Linked DNA regions of Mus musculus: region 1 is linked to region 2. Evidence: chromatin contacts called from public promoter capture Hi-C data. All regions are on one chromosome and are shown on one strand. The core of a region is the stretch at or near the end of the contact, and the rest is flanking DNA. Distances in the headings are between cores, read along the strand shown.

Region 1 (7,606 bases), core at 1,075-3,574, 1.6 Mb before region 2:
GACACCCAGAACACAGTTTCACAGTCAGCAAGCTCACTGGTGAACTTAATGGGCACAGATACAAAGTGTATAAAACGTATTTCCTATGCTCTATGAGTATGGATGCCTGTGGCACAGAGCCCTGTGTGTGGCAAGTACTTTGTGAAGTTTTCCTGGGATGCTGCACTCTGGAAAAGAGAGGAACATTCTAGAGTGTCAAAGGAAGGGCCGGCCAGTCTGTGGAGACTTCTGGAGAGCTGGTGAGGTGGGGTAGATAAAGAGCAAGCCTGGGGAGGTCCAGAGACCACCACATCTGTTCAGATTCCAGCAGGCCAGGGTTTCTGCATGGCTGTCCCGTGTCCTGCTGAAGTTGGGATATTTTTCTGCAGAGAAGTATTTCTGGACTCTGAGAGCATCCAAACATATTTTTAGGCTTACTTCTTAGCTAACAGTCAGAGAAAGGGATCTTTAGGATTGATTTACCAGGGGCTGGGGTGTGGCTGGCCAAGGGTAAAGGGTTTATGCTCCACCTCTAGCTTTTAAAGAAAAAGATGAACTTGGTAGTTTAAACAGGCTGCAGTGAGGCTACAACTCACATCTAATTGCAAATTATGCAACCATGAGATTTAGATAGAGAAAGACCCAAAATCCATTAAGAACTTACTGATATACATGTGGTTAAAAAAACAAACAAACATTTCATCTACCTGAATGTACTGATTACAAATGGCAATTTCGTGAATCTGAAATAAGAGAATGTTATAAGGAATTATTGCCAGCTGCGTTTCCCAATGAACAGCTGCATCTAATTTTCACAATTAATTAGTAGGTCCGGATCCATGTCCTTACCTCTTCTAACTTATTAATAAAATTAAAAAATTTAAAGTTAAATGTTAAGGAAAAGCAGGAATGAGTTCTGTATGTACCCATGCCTTGCACACACAAACATCTTTAGTGAATATAAGGTATGATGTTGAATTCGTATACAGGCTTATTTGTGTGTGTGTGTGTGTGTGCAAGTGTATACATGAAGGCCAAAGGTTAGTGTAAGTTGTCTTTCTCCAACTGCGCAACATCTTGCTCTTTGAGACAGGGTGTCTCACAAAATCCTAGCTGTTACCAACTGAGTCCAGGGAGATCTGTTTGTCCCCAGCTACCTCTGTCCCCTTCATTATAGTTACAGCCTTTTGAGAGCACCTTCCTCTTGTTTTAATTTTAGTGCTGAGGGTCTCAAGTGCTCACAAAGTTCTTATTCTTTCAAGGCAGGGTTCTTTATCATCTGAGCTGGCTCTCCAGCCTCACTGGCCTGGTCCTTTTGAAGAAACTATAAACCAAAGTTTACAAGGTTTCCCCGCCTCTGGTCTTTTATTTTGTAAGTGAAAATGCTTATATGTCCTGTGGAGGGAACCCAACGGAACCTTGGCTCTGGGTTTGAGGAGTGAAGGATGTCTTTGGTATTAGTAGAATTTATCTCAAACGACATCCTTCCCATGGTGTTTTCCTGTGTTATTTGCCGCAGGACTCGGAGTAGGATTCGTCTTTAAGAGCTGAAGCTTAAGGGATTTGCCAAACTTTACGTTTAGAGGTTTCTTGATGCACACATCTGTGGTTTAGATTTCCACCCAGGGCAACCCCAACGGCAATGACAAATCAAATCGTGGTGAGCACTCTTTCTTAGGAAGGGCTCCGAGGCACGCACTTACTCACTCGTTTGTAGCTGAGAAGGTGACAGCGCTGTGCACCTGAAGCCACGCTGCGGATGAAAAGACTTATTTCAGCCTTGCATCTGAACCCACAGTGCTTCCGAGGCAGGAAGACACTCAGATGTATTTAATAAGGGATGTTGGAAATACCTTTAAAAACAGCACGGCGAAGTAGGGAGCTTTAACGAACTGCTTTGAACTCTCAACCCGAGAGGAAGGAAACAACCAGTGGTGGCAAGTGTAAGGGGGGGGGGGAGTTTGGGGGCTCCGGCCTGGGCCTGCTGGGGTCGGGTCCAGGCGGGACGCGAAGCCCGCGGGCTTCGGCCGTGGCCGGACTAAGCGCGCGGCCCGCTGGCTCCCGAGGTTACACACGGACCGAGAGCCGGGTGACAGCAGCGGACGCTTTTGCCTGGCGTCGCGCGAGCTTCACCCTCCTCCCAGACCGCCGGCCTAGATCGCTCCGCAGGAGGGCGCGAGCCAAAGCGCGGCTTGGTGCCTGGGCTGCGGAGATAAACCGGGTGGGGACGCCGGACGCTCACGAGCGGGCGGGCTGGACGCGCCACTGGCCCTCGACCAATCGCCAGCGCCGGCGATGATTCAAAAGGTCGAGGGACCAATGGGGAGCTCAGGGCAGCCTCGCTAGGGGCGGGACCTCGGGGGCGCGAGAGCGCGGCCGGCTGTGTCGCGCGCGGAGTCGCCGCTGGCTGCTGGTGACTGTCCTGGAGTGGCTGGAGTTCCCGCCGGAGCGCGGCCAGGTGAGCGTCGGCGCGGGACTCCGCCGCGTGTGGAGAGCGGGTTCCCCGGGGCGGCCGGCGAGGCTGGGGCCGCGCGGGCCGGAAGTCGAGCGCGGGTTTCGGATGGCGGACAACCCCCGATCCCCGTCTCGGACGCGCGCGTTGGGTGCCCCGGCCGGGCCGGGCTGGGCTGTGCTCGCCGCGGCTTCCCGGCCCTCGGAAAGCGGGCGGCCTTCGGAGGAGGGGTTAACCGCCTCTGGCTCCTGCCAGGGCGCCGTCCCGCCTATCCGGGCCTCCTGAGTGCTTCTGCGCGGTGACAGCGGACCTCGCGCCTCCAGCAGCTTCGAGGGCCACTCAGTGCGCGCTGGGGTGCGGAGGGCCTGCTCCGGGGCACTTCGGCGATGGCGGGCTGGCCTGGCGTTGCGCCCGCCCGCCCTGTGTAGCGCACTTGGTGTGCTAGGGCCGTGGCTCAGGTGCAGGAGCAGGACTAGATCTGGGGCTACAAAGTAGCAGCTGCTCTGAGGGTTAGAAGATGGGGCTACAGAGAAGCGCGGGATGGAGGACCTAATACGGACAGAGAGGGTGATGATGAGCGTTGACTGGGGAGTTGGGGCGGGAGTGAGTAAGGACTGTTAAGATTAGCGTGCTTTTGGGTATTAAGGGAAAAGGCCACTCTGCCAGGACAGCCAGCTTTCTCCTGCACGGCTCTGAAGGGGCACAGACCCTGCGAACGCCTTCCTGTTTGCGTTTTGCCTAGCAGGCCTGTGCCGGCTCAGGTGTTAAAGGGTAGCTGTGAGCCACCATTTGAGCTTTTTCTTTCTGCCACATTAAGTGAATTTGGGAGAGGGGGGGAAACGATTAAAGATCTTAGTAACGCACCGGAGCATCGTAGAAAGAAATCGGCCACACTGATACATAGTGTTATATTGTACCATAATATGTGAGGCGTTCAGTGCCAAATGACCCTCGGGTTAGCAAGAATCTGGGTTGACAGGAAAAAAGCCTGAGGATTCTTGAATTTCTGCGGTATGTGGTTGAGGGTACAGTTTAGCGAGTGACTTTTCTTTGCAAACAACCTGTTTGTTTAGGGAAGCCTGTGTGCGTCTCTTATGCGTTACTTGGGTGCATAAGAATACACGGGAGTCTGGAGCCTCCTTGTCCTATCCAGTATAATTATCTCCTGTTGGGCAATATTTTGGGATGTGTTATGTAGTTTCCACTGACTGTGTGGATCTTGTGCAAAGTGGCATTCATATCTTGTTGGCAGCCCATTTTTTTTTTTTTTTTTTTGTCTCCTAAGACAAGGTCGTTCTCCACATGCTATATAAAATATCACCATCAGTGTCAGTTCATGGTTTGTGTTGTTGTTGTTGTTTGTTTTTTTGAGACAAGATCTCTGCACAGCCTTTATTGTCCTGGAACACAGTGCAGGCTAGGCAGACCTTCAACATACAGAGGTCTGTTTTCCTCTGCCTCCCAAAGAATGGGATTAAAGCCACCATGCCCTGCTAGTCTCAGTTCTTTTCCTCCCTTTTTTTCTGGGGATCAAATTTTATATTACACATTATAGGCATATTTTTGAAAAATTGAGGCTCAAATATCTACTGGGTGCCTTGATTATGTATTACCTACTATTTAATAAGTAATAGAATTTTTTTTTTTTTAAACTTTGACTTGTGTTCTTTGTTGGACTCATAGTTAATGTGGTGTCTTCAAGATGCAGTAGAGAAACAGCAGTGAGTCTAGGGCCATACCATTCTAATCCTCTGGATTTCATCAGATCTCTGAAGCCAAACAGGATCAGACGTGGTTAGTACCTGGATGGGATGAATGGCAAGGATTGGATGCTTCTGATAGTTCAGAATAAATCTGTTCCAGGGCCTTTTAAAGATGCAGGCGGTCCCCAAGCCACAAAGTGCTCCTATTGCAAGTTTTTGAAGTGTTGTTTGAGATCCTACTGGCACCTTCATATAGAAAGACATTGTGGGCTTTCTCAAACTTTGGAAAGAGTAGGAGAACCTAATTGATCTGGGGAGGAAGAGAGGTGGGGATTCAGAGAAGGAAGCCCAGCACATTTCCTTCCTCTTTGTCCCGGGCAACTTGGAACTGAGTGTTGAAATGGACAGAGTTTTCTGTTGTCACCTTCCTTTTTTGTGCCCCTCCTCCTTGTGCAGATGTGAGCCAGTGCTCTCCTGCTTCCCGAGGGCCCTCATGGTCGCTTCTGCCAGTCTGACTTCATTCCTACAGCTCCCAAGCATACTCCTTATCCCAGAGATGCTATCTCACAAGTTAGGGGGACTGAGGCAGGCTCAGTAATGAACCTCTTATCACCAGATAAGCACTTTCGTTTTCTTTCATCTGTTGTCTGTCTAAACAGATGGAGCTTGGGAAGTCTTTTTTTGTTTTTTGTTTTTTTTTCCTTCAGGGGATTAACAGTGAAGAAATGTTATTTAGAAAGACTTTCTTGGGAGGGGTAGGTAATGCAACTTTCTCCTTAATTCCACAGTCTGCAAGAGTCTTTAGCGTTCCTGTAGAGTTGCATAACCAGCTCTTGGCCTCCGGAGTGTGTCTTTGTGTGCTTGGGTGATGTATGGAGACTTGCTCAGCAGGTGAAGGAGTCTTTCTGTCTGCTGCTTGCTTATCTTATCATTGGTATCAGAGCACTGGCTTTTATCCTGTGGATCTGTTGGTCACCGGAGTGAGAAATAACACCTCAGAGAGCTCCTAGCACAGCCATCATTTGATATTACCTCATGTAAATGATAATTCTTGAAAGTTGTGGTTTCTTGAAGTATTGAAGGTTTCATGGGCCATGTTTTGAAACAGCGGTAAAAGATGTTACAGTTGGAGTAGGTGTCAGCTGTGGGCTGGAGAGGTGCACACGTTAGCTTAGGTGGGCGGCTGGCAGAGTTAATTGATGTGCATTTGGGATTTGACTCAGAGAATGCAAACCTTATGAAGTAAACCTCAAATATGTTATTCATTATAGATTTGAAGTCCTTCTTGTTGGTAGGTTAGAGTAATGCTAATGTACATTTTTTAAAAAGATTTATTTATTCTATGTAAGTTCACCGTAGCTGTCTTCAGACACACCAGAAGAGGGCATCAGATATCATTATGAGTAGTTGTGAAGCCACCATGTGGTTGCTGGGATTTGAACTCAGGACCTTTGGAAGAGCAGTCAGTGCTCTTAACCTCTGAGCCATTTCTCCAGCCCACTAATGTACATTTTTAATTTTCCCAGTTTGTCTCATGGTTTTATTACTTTCCAGTAAGGTAACTTGTTAAAAATATAACTTCATGAATTTTAAAGCTTTTATAAAAATGACATGTAGATCTATAAATAAAAATAAGTGTCCTTTTTGAGGTGTGCCCTGATTTTACTGCAGGGGGTAGCATTCTAAGTTGTCCAGTCTGATGCCTGTTACGTTGTCAGGGTTTAATCCTCAGTGCCACTGTCTGCACGGCAGTGACTAAGTCGTCTCCTACAGAGTGATTCCAGATGAAATAGAGTGAAGCTCACACAATGTTTTGTGTTGCTCTGCTGTTCCCTCCCCTGTGTTTGTGAACTTTGACAAAGCGTTAACTTTAAGCTCAAGTTCTGTCATCTATAGAATAAGGAGTTGCACACTCCTTCCTTGGCTTTCTGGCCCTAAAGCTAAAACCAGCTAGAAAGTTGTTTACGTGAACAACCTAGTCCAGAAAAAGAAGTAATAATTATTGACTAACTTTTTTTCCTTAAAATTTTTCAGACTAATTTTAGAAAATGCCAAGTAGGAAGTTTGTTGAGGGTGAAGTGGTCAGAGGCCGATGGCCTGGGAGCTCCCTTTATTATGAAGTAGAGATTCTGAGCCACGACAACAAATCCCAGCTCTACACTGTAAAATACAAAGATGGCACCGAACTGGAACTGAAGGAGAGTGATATCAAGGTGAGTATGTCTGCCTTCGTCTGCAGTGGTGGGAGGAGCTGGGGGCTCATGCCAGACTCCTGCCTTGGGGCTCCAGGGCACATGCTGTTCTTGCCTCTGGGAGTATGGGAGTGAGGTATAGGCCCAGATCCCAAAAGCTCATGCCATTGGGTCTGTGACCATCCTGTGAGGTGCTCTTACACAAGAAAGGACCCTGGCTTTTAGGGATTTTGTTAGCACTGCTTTTTTCCGGGCTGAGTGCTAGGACAGATGGGAAACTGTAGGGAGGGCAGCATCCCAAAGCTTGTGGATGATGTGGTGTGGTCAAGTACTAGCCGGAGACAGGCTAGGGGCGTTTAATAGGCTTGGGTTTTCTCTTCATCTTTCTCCTCTTCCTCCTCTTCCTCTTCCTCTCCTCTCTTTTTCCTTCCATCCTCTCTTCCTCTTCTCTGTCTCTCTCTCCTCCTCCTCCCTTCCTCCCCTCTTCCTTTCCTCCCCTCTTCTCCTTTCCTCTTCTCTTCCCTCCTTCCTTCCTCCCCTCCCCTCCTCTTATTCCTCCCCTCCTCTTCCTCCTCTTCATCCTCTCTTCCTCTTCCCCTCTTCCCTTCCTCCCCCCTCTTCTTTCCCTCCTCCTCTCTTCCTCCTCCCCTCCTCTCCCCCTCCTTTCTCCCGTCCTTTCTTTCCTCTCCTCTCCCCTCCCCTCCCCTCCCTTTCCCTCCCCTCCTCTCCTCTCCCCCCTCCCCTCTCCCCTCTCCTCTCCTCTTCCCTCTCCTTTCTTCCCCCTTCTTCCTTCCCTTCCCTTCTTCCTTCCCTTCCCTTCTCCTTTTCCTTCCCTTTTCCTTCCCCTTTTTCCTTTCCTTTCCCAAGACAGGGTTCCTCTGTGTAGCCTCTGCTGTCTGTCCTGGAACTCACTCTGTAGACCAGGCTGGTCTCAAACTCAGAGATTGGCCTGTCTCTACCTCATGAGTGCTGGGATTAAAGGTGTGTACTACCATGTGGCAGGACTTGGGCTTCTTCCTCAACACTGGTGATGTAATCAGAGAGTGACATTTACTAGGTTTGAGGTCAGCTCACAGCTTCCCCTTCCAAACCTATCTGTTAATGGTATGGGTTTTAAAATATTGAGCTATGGTATACAAATACTTATATGAAATGCATAAAAATTAATTTCTATGAAAAAAGGATAAATAAAGCTGCAGAGTTTTGTTAGATTTTCTAGGCATAAAATTGCTTAGTCGGGATGCTCTAAAACCGTCCACTTAGAACATAGCAGTTTTGGA
Region 2 (6,767 bases), core at 3,490-5,989:
AAAGGTTAAAGTCTGTCTTAAAGAGGCTCTTGCCCACAGTAAGTAAAAATTGACTTGCCGAGTATTATAAGCTAAGACTGTACGTTGACTTGTTGATGAAGAGTAAAAGATGAAATTACTAAGTAAACAAGTTGAAAACAAACACACACACACACAAACCCCATAAGTACAAATGAATTGATTCTTGGTTGTTCCAGATGTCCAAATCCATAATCAGCTGTGTGTAAGGACACTGAGAAAATGTGAACGTTCTTGAGGTATGATAGCTAAGGAATTAGCTGAAATTGCAGAAAGTAATAGGCCTTTTTAAATGTAAAAGTTTTAGTTTCAATGTCTCTATAGACCATATAGTAACACTTTTGCAAACTCTGGAAAAGCGTGCAGTACCTTCTTGAATATATGATATGTATTAGAACGGGTTATCATTTGAGTAAAAATTATATTAATATATACTATATACCAGGCACAAAGTATCTACAGCGCCTTGCATATATTTATCTATTTAGTTCTCAACAACCTATTAGATATGGGTACTAGCGCTATACAGAAGGAAACGGGGGCATCCAAAGTTTCATTAGTTTAGGGTCACGCAGTAAGAGACAGAGTTGGGATTCTACCCCAGGCTATGTTGACTTTGTTGAACACCTTCAGTTTGCCACCAACTGTGCCAGCTGCCAGAGATCCAATGGTGAGCCAGAGAAAGTTTCTGCTCTCATGGAACTAACTTACATCCCAGATAACCAAATGATTACATCCAGTAGTAAGAAGCACCAGAGACAGAAAGAAAATAAGTTAGAGGAGTGTCGAGTCCCCCTCCCACACTGTACCCAAATAAGGGTCGGGCTGGGTTGTATTTCAGCATATTGTGACATATTGTGAGGGATCGGTAGAAGCCAAGGGCATTCTGGACAGGGAGAGCCCGTGCAGTCTCTGAGCTGGGACTGCTCTTCACACTTCTGAGCACTTTGAGGAGGCCTTTGGAGTAAAGTGAGAACAGGAGGGGTGGGGGGGGGTGGAGCAGCTGAAGATAAGAATATCCCCAGGGTATGGTCATACTGAGTCTTGTGGTCTGTGAGGTCTTGGGACTTTCCTCTGACGAGACAGGAAGTCAGCAGCAGGAAGAGAATTTACATGGTATGGTCTGCCTTTTTGCTTTAGAATAAAACAAAGGATCACTGTAGGTGGATGTGAATAGACAGAGGACCAGAGAGCTGCTTAATGATGCAGGTGCTAAATGATGCTGGCTTAGCTCAGGGCATCTGTGATGCTGAGGTAAGAACTGGTTGACTCAGCAGTCAGCTCGAAGACAGGCTGGGTTTGATGCGAGGTGGGGTGGAAGCAGGTGTCAAGGATGACAAGGTTTCGGGTCTCAGCAGTGGAAGATATGACTGGTTCTTAGAAGTGTTGAGTTGTTGGGGTCAGAGCCTGGGCTGGGCAACCTTAACAAGCTAGTCTTAGTCAACAGGCTAATTAAACATCTAGTGCAAAGCAGAAAAGATGTATTCAGTGTGGTCTCAAGGGTATGGTCCAGTCCCACCCCCAGTCAGTCTTCAGGTTCCTGACATGAGGTTTAGGTTTGAATAGAATGCCTAGCTGTGCAGAACTAAGCTCTCCTGTCAAGTGTGGTCCTGTTCTTCACTGTCTTAGTTCCAGCCTCTTCTGCATGGAACTAAGACAGTGGAACTGCACTGTCAGAACTGTGTGTCTTCCAGGAGACAAACTCTCCCTCTGGCTGGCAACAGGCTTCATCCTTTTCCCTCACCCAGCATAGACTCCTGGGGGAAATTTCAGCTTCTTGAGGTTTATCGTTTCAATAGTTTGACAGCCAAAGGGCAGGGGATGAGTGTCAAGGTGGATGATATTCAAGGGTTAAGCCAAAGAACTCTACTAAGGAGGTGGAAAATGGCGAAGGCATGGAATGTCTGTCCTCCACAGAGATAACAGAGAAGCTGGCGAAAACTGAATCTTTTCTTCTTCTTCTTCTTCTTCTTCTTCTTCTTCTTCTTCTTCTTCTTCTTCTTCTTCTTCTTCTTCTTCTTCTTCTTCTTCTTCTCCTCCTCCTCCTCCTCCTCCTCCTCCTCCTCCTCCTCCTCCTCCTCCTCTTCTTCTTCTCCTTCTTCTCCTTCTCCTCCTTCTCCTCCTTCTTCTTCTTCAAACTTTGGCAACTCACAGAATGTTTGTAGCAAACTAGAGTTTTCAGCTTGCTCTATTCTTAGCCCCTTACTCACACCAGCTGCATGGAGGTCTTGAAAACAACAACCTGCATCCCTGGGGCATCCAGGCTACCACCTCAGGGAGCAAAACGAAGCTGGGAATATGAAGCCTTCTCCTTACAAAACTGCCATCCTTTGACGACCTGGGGGTAAAAGGAGGGCCCCCTTAAAGAGTCCTCATTTTTACTTAAGCCTTAACCATCTTTAACTGTGTAGCTCAGCTGTCTTCCGTAGTTTGGGTAAACACAGACTAATCAAAATCTTGAAGTGACTGACATGTCCACATATGCTTGTGCTTGGGCCATGCTACGGTCAGGAAGAACTGGCGGAGGCCCTTAGCCTTCACCTCTGAGTGCCCCAGAGATTGTGCAAGCAGGAAGTTTAGGTTAAGGTAGAGTTGTCAACCTTTTGGCTGAGTGTTGAAGGCAGGCCCCAACAAGCAACCAGTGGTATGAGGCAGGTAACTTGCTGGTTCCAGGCATTTAGGAAAATCTGTGTCCATCCTCTTACCTGATCAGTAAGCCAAGTAGATGTGTTAATAGTCACACACATAATACACACACACACACACACACACACACACACACCCCACAGACTTCCCATATTAGTTTTGAAAAGTTACTAAACAACAATTATAAGGGCTCCTGGGGAGAATCTGATTTCCAAAGATGCCATGTTGTGTTAAGATAGCCAGATTTTAACAGCAGTACAAGACACACAGAGCTACAGTAATAAACACAGAGGAAATAAAAAAAGATCCTGGGCTAACTATCTAGGCAAAACCCTTAGATCATCTATTTCAAAAACATTCAAAGAACTGATCGGAAGCATGTCTAAAAAATAAACCAAGACAAAAGTAGGAGAATGATGTGCCCCAAAATAGAGACACAAGGAAACAATAAGAATAATAAGATGTGTTGGGGTTGAAACCCACGGTGAGTGAAGTGACTAGTTTACCTGTGGAGCCGAGCAGGCTGGGGAAAGACCACCCCTGGAAATAAGTCCATGGACATTATCCCAGCTTGGAAAAGAAGGAAAATGAATAGAGCGTCAACCCCAGGGACTAACACCAAGGATAGGAGTACAGACAGTGGGAGTCTTGGAGAAATAAGCCTGGGCAGAGAGACTCAAGAAATAATGGCAGAGCCCATCTCAGTTTTGATCAGACTAGCAATCTGCATGCTTAAAGCCTGTATTTTAAACAGAAAAGCCTTAGCTTTCTATAATGCAGCAAAATACTCAAGATAACCAACTTAGAAATAGGAAAGATTTATTTAGGCCTTGGTCCATTGGGCTGTGACTTTGGGGTCTCTCATGAAGCAGCAAGTCATGGTAGGATGGTGTAGTGGGCAGAGCTGCTCACCTCATGGTAGCTGTTGGCTTCTCATGGGAGCAGAGAAGGCTCCCAGGTCCTAATATTCCCTATAAAGTCACAACCTCAGTGATGTGACTTTCTTTCATCAGGCCATACTTCCTAAATGTTTGACAGCCTCCCTATGCCTACTTCCCTTTGGGACCAAAGTGGTCTTTGAGGAAAAAATATTCAAGATCCGAACTATCGAAGCCTTATTAGATTGATTTTGTGGAGAAGGATGGAAAAAGAAGTGGAGACAGTAAGCATAGAGAATACTTTCAGAGTTTTTGTTTTGTTTTGTTTGAAACATGGTCCAAATCATATCAATCTGTCGAAAAACGGAAAATAAACCATGGGAGAAGCGAGCGATTGTCTTAGGTTCGTTAGAGGGAAGCTGGCCTAGCATTGCTGGGCGAAAGGGCTGAGCTGGCACGGAAGCATCTTGGAAAGGCCCCAAGGCTAGGTATTTTCTCCCATTTGGTACAAAGGTGGCATGGACCTGTCGCAACCCTATCTTTTCTGGGTCAGCAGTCCCTTAGGGATGTTGTGGGTCAATGTTGTGTGTGTTGAGTGCACTCCTCAGGGCTGTTTTTCACCTTGGAAAAGGATTGTTTTTTTATTGGCGCTCATAATAAGCAAGCACAATTAGTCTAAATACAGAGCTGAAGGGTATAGAACTTTGGTGTCAGCGCCATAACACTTCCCTAGGCCAAGTGCTTTTGGAGGAACCCAGGCAGAAGCCTCATCACATGGCAAAAAACCAAACCAAACCAAACCAAACCAAAAAACCAACCCGGGCCTAGTCTAGGTCCTGGGGCGGGGGCCTGGGGGGTTCCTCTGTGGTCCCATCAAAACTTCTGAGGTCTTCCCGGCCCGACCCCTAGGAAGCTGAGCTAGCGTCGGTACCCAGGCGACCCTCACGTGGCTGCCAGGTGAACGCTTGTCAATCTTCAGAACGCAGGCGCAGAACAACTGCAGGCTTTTTTCCCTGCCCGGGAGAAAAGACAGCTAACAGGCAGATTAGGGACCGCGGCCTTCAAGGGCGGCCTCTCATTGGTTGCTTTTATTCCACCCTCAGTCCCTATTGGCTGTGAGCTGCGCACGCGGTAAGCACGCTCCCACTGCGTCCTGTGGCATCGGGGCAGCTAACAAACAGCGGCTCAGCCAATGGGAGGGCTCGGAGGCGGGGCAAGCGGAGCGCGGCGTGCGCACCCGGGCTAGAAGGTAAACAGAAGCGGAGAGTGTGCGGAGCGCTCGCAGCGGGGCGAGCGCGCGGAGGCGTTGCGTTGCGGACGGAGGAGCTACCTTCCTGCAGCCCGGTAAGGCTGTCGCCTGCCGGCCCGCTGCTAACCTCAGCACCCCGGGGTCCCTTCTTATACTTTCAAGTGACAGTGCGGCCTGCGTACGGTGCAGCCCTTTCCCGACCCGGGTCTGGCTCAGCGAGCAGAGGGTTGCTTGTGGCCTCTGCGTCGTCCACGCACGTGGCTGCCTTTCTCCCAATAATGTTCTGAACTCTCAGACCCTCGAACTGTGTGCTCTGGCTGCAGTTTGTGTCAGAACTACAACTTCTAAGCCCGAGCCAGCTGTTGGGTTTCACGGCTGGGGTGAAGTCTGGGAAGAAGTCCCTTCCTTGTTCCTTTTTCTTCGTTTCTTTTTGGTCCGTCCTCTTGTTTTTCCCAGACACTGATGGCCACACTACCAGTTTTGACAGCTCCTGCACTCTCTTGCACAGAAGCTGTCACATAACTCAACCAAGCCACCTTCAGAGTGTGAGGGGACAGAGGGAGAACGCTGTAGGGGCGGGTCTGGGTTCTGGGACCCTTCATTGGCTAGGCAGCCTGAAGGGGCAGAGGCTGTGTGCAGACATCCAATCTGGGTTGGGCTTGCAGCACTGTAGAAAATTGATTTAGGCTCACTTGGACTTGGTGTCTGTGGAACGGGACTCTGGAGCTGGGGTGTGTCAGGCCAACCTTCTTGCCGGAGGATTTGGACTAGTGATCATGACAGACATCCAGTTGTGCTGTGGCTGGCGGCCATGCTGGCAGGGAGGTTGTTGGGAAACATTTGGAGTGAGGAAGGCACTTCTGAGAAGAGGCTAGAGGGGTTTGTTGGCTTACAAGAGCAGTGTCTGTACGACTCCGAGGGTAGCTTTGGATGCTATATTTAGCCTTGTGAATAATGAAGACAGCTGAATTGTGACCACTTGTGGACCAGGTGACACAAAGCAAAAGCGAGGCAGGCAATCTGTGCATTCTCTGAGCTAATGAACCACCTGAGACAGAACTTCCCAACTCCAGACTATTAACATGTTGGACCTAATCTTGTTTACTGTGCCTGCTTATCTTATGCAGGGTGTGTAGCTGAATCCCTGGCTTGTACTACTAGACAAATAGTGACACCCCCACGGCCACCCAATCCCACCAATTGTGACAACTGAAAATGTCCCCTGACATTGCAAAATACCCCCAAGAGCAAATTTGGTTGAGAACTATGCAGGCAGGACTCTAGACAGGGTCACCCCATGCTGCCAGGACCTCTGTGCAACTTGCCCACAAGTAGTTGGGAAGTTTAAGACAGTGTTACAGTCACTGCTGTAAACAAATGGTGGAAGGCATTCGGTGGGGGCTTTAAAGGTGAAACCCTGAGTGCACTGGGTGGTAGGGGTGAAACATTCTGAGGGAGACTTGGCGGCTGAAACCCTGGGCCTTTGTGCCTGATGAATGTGACTAAGTAGGCACAAATTATGAAGATGTGGAAAACTGGTAGTTTCTGCCCCTAGGAACATTGGGAGCCTTGGCGGGTTAGCACAGGGAACCACCATAGGATGGTTCTTCAACGGTGAGCAAACAAGTGGGCGCTAAATGCTGGCTAAGAGACTTTCTGAGGGCGCACTGTTCTTATCCACGCAGTTTGCTTAGCCATGTGCGTGTGTTGTAATGTGGAAGGAGAGCATGCCTGTGTCTGCAGGGAGTGTCTGGCTGCACACCACACGTATACATGCACACACATGCAGGTGTTTCCGTGCAGTGTCTGCACACACGCAGTTTGCAGAATGCATTTGTTGTTGATTAGCACCAGAAACCATGGTCCAGTTCTTCTTTTGTGTAGAGTGAGAGGCTTTGCTTTTGGGTCTACATTTTGCTTTCTGTGGAACCTAGAATTTAGTATTAAGTCCTAAAATGATGGCTGTTCGGAGAAGA

The links. Promoter capture Hi-C pulls out the DNA fragments that hold promoters and counts their contacts.
Region 1: a promoter capture Hi-C map of pre-B cells shows a contact between it and region 2, with 4 times the contacts expected there. The contact joins the promoter of Lbr here to the promoter of Coq8a in region 2. A contact is called at or near these places in 2 of 39 promoter capture datasets (erythroid cells and pre-B cells) and 1 of 484 Hi-C or Micro-C datasets (B cells).

What each region holds. Positions count from the first base shown.
Region 1 is chr1:181,837,119-181,844,724 of GRCm38.p6, reverse strand. Lbr (lamin B receptor) reads left to right here and starts at 2,324. Exons shown (of 14, transcript NM_133815.2): 1 at 2,324-2,437; 2 at 6,169-6,347. The coding sequence starts at 6,183.
Region 2 is chr1:180,193,992-180,200,758 of GRCm38.p6, reverse strand. Coq8a (coenzyme Q8A) reads left to right here and starts at 4,739. Exons shown (of 15, transcript NM_023341.3): 1 at 4,739-4,886.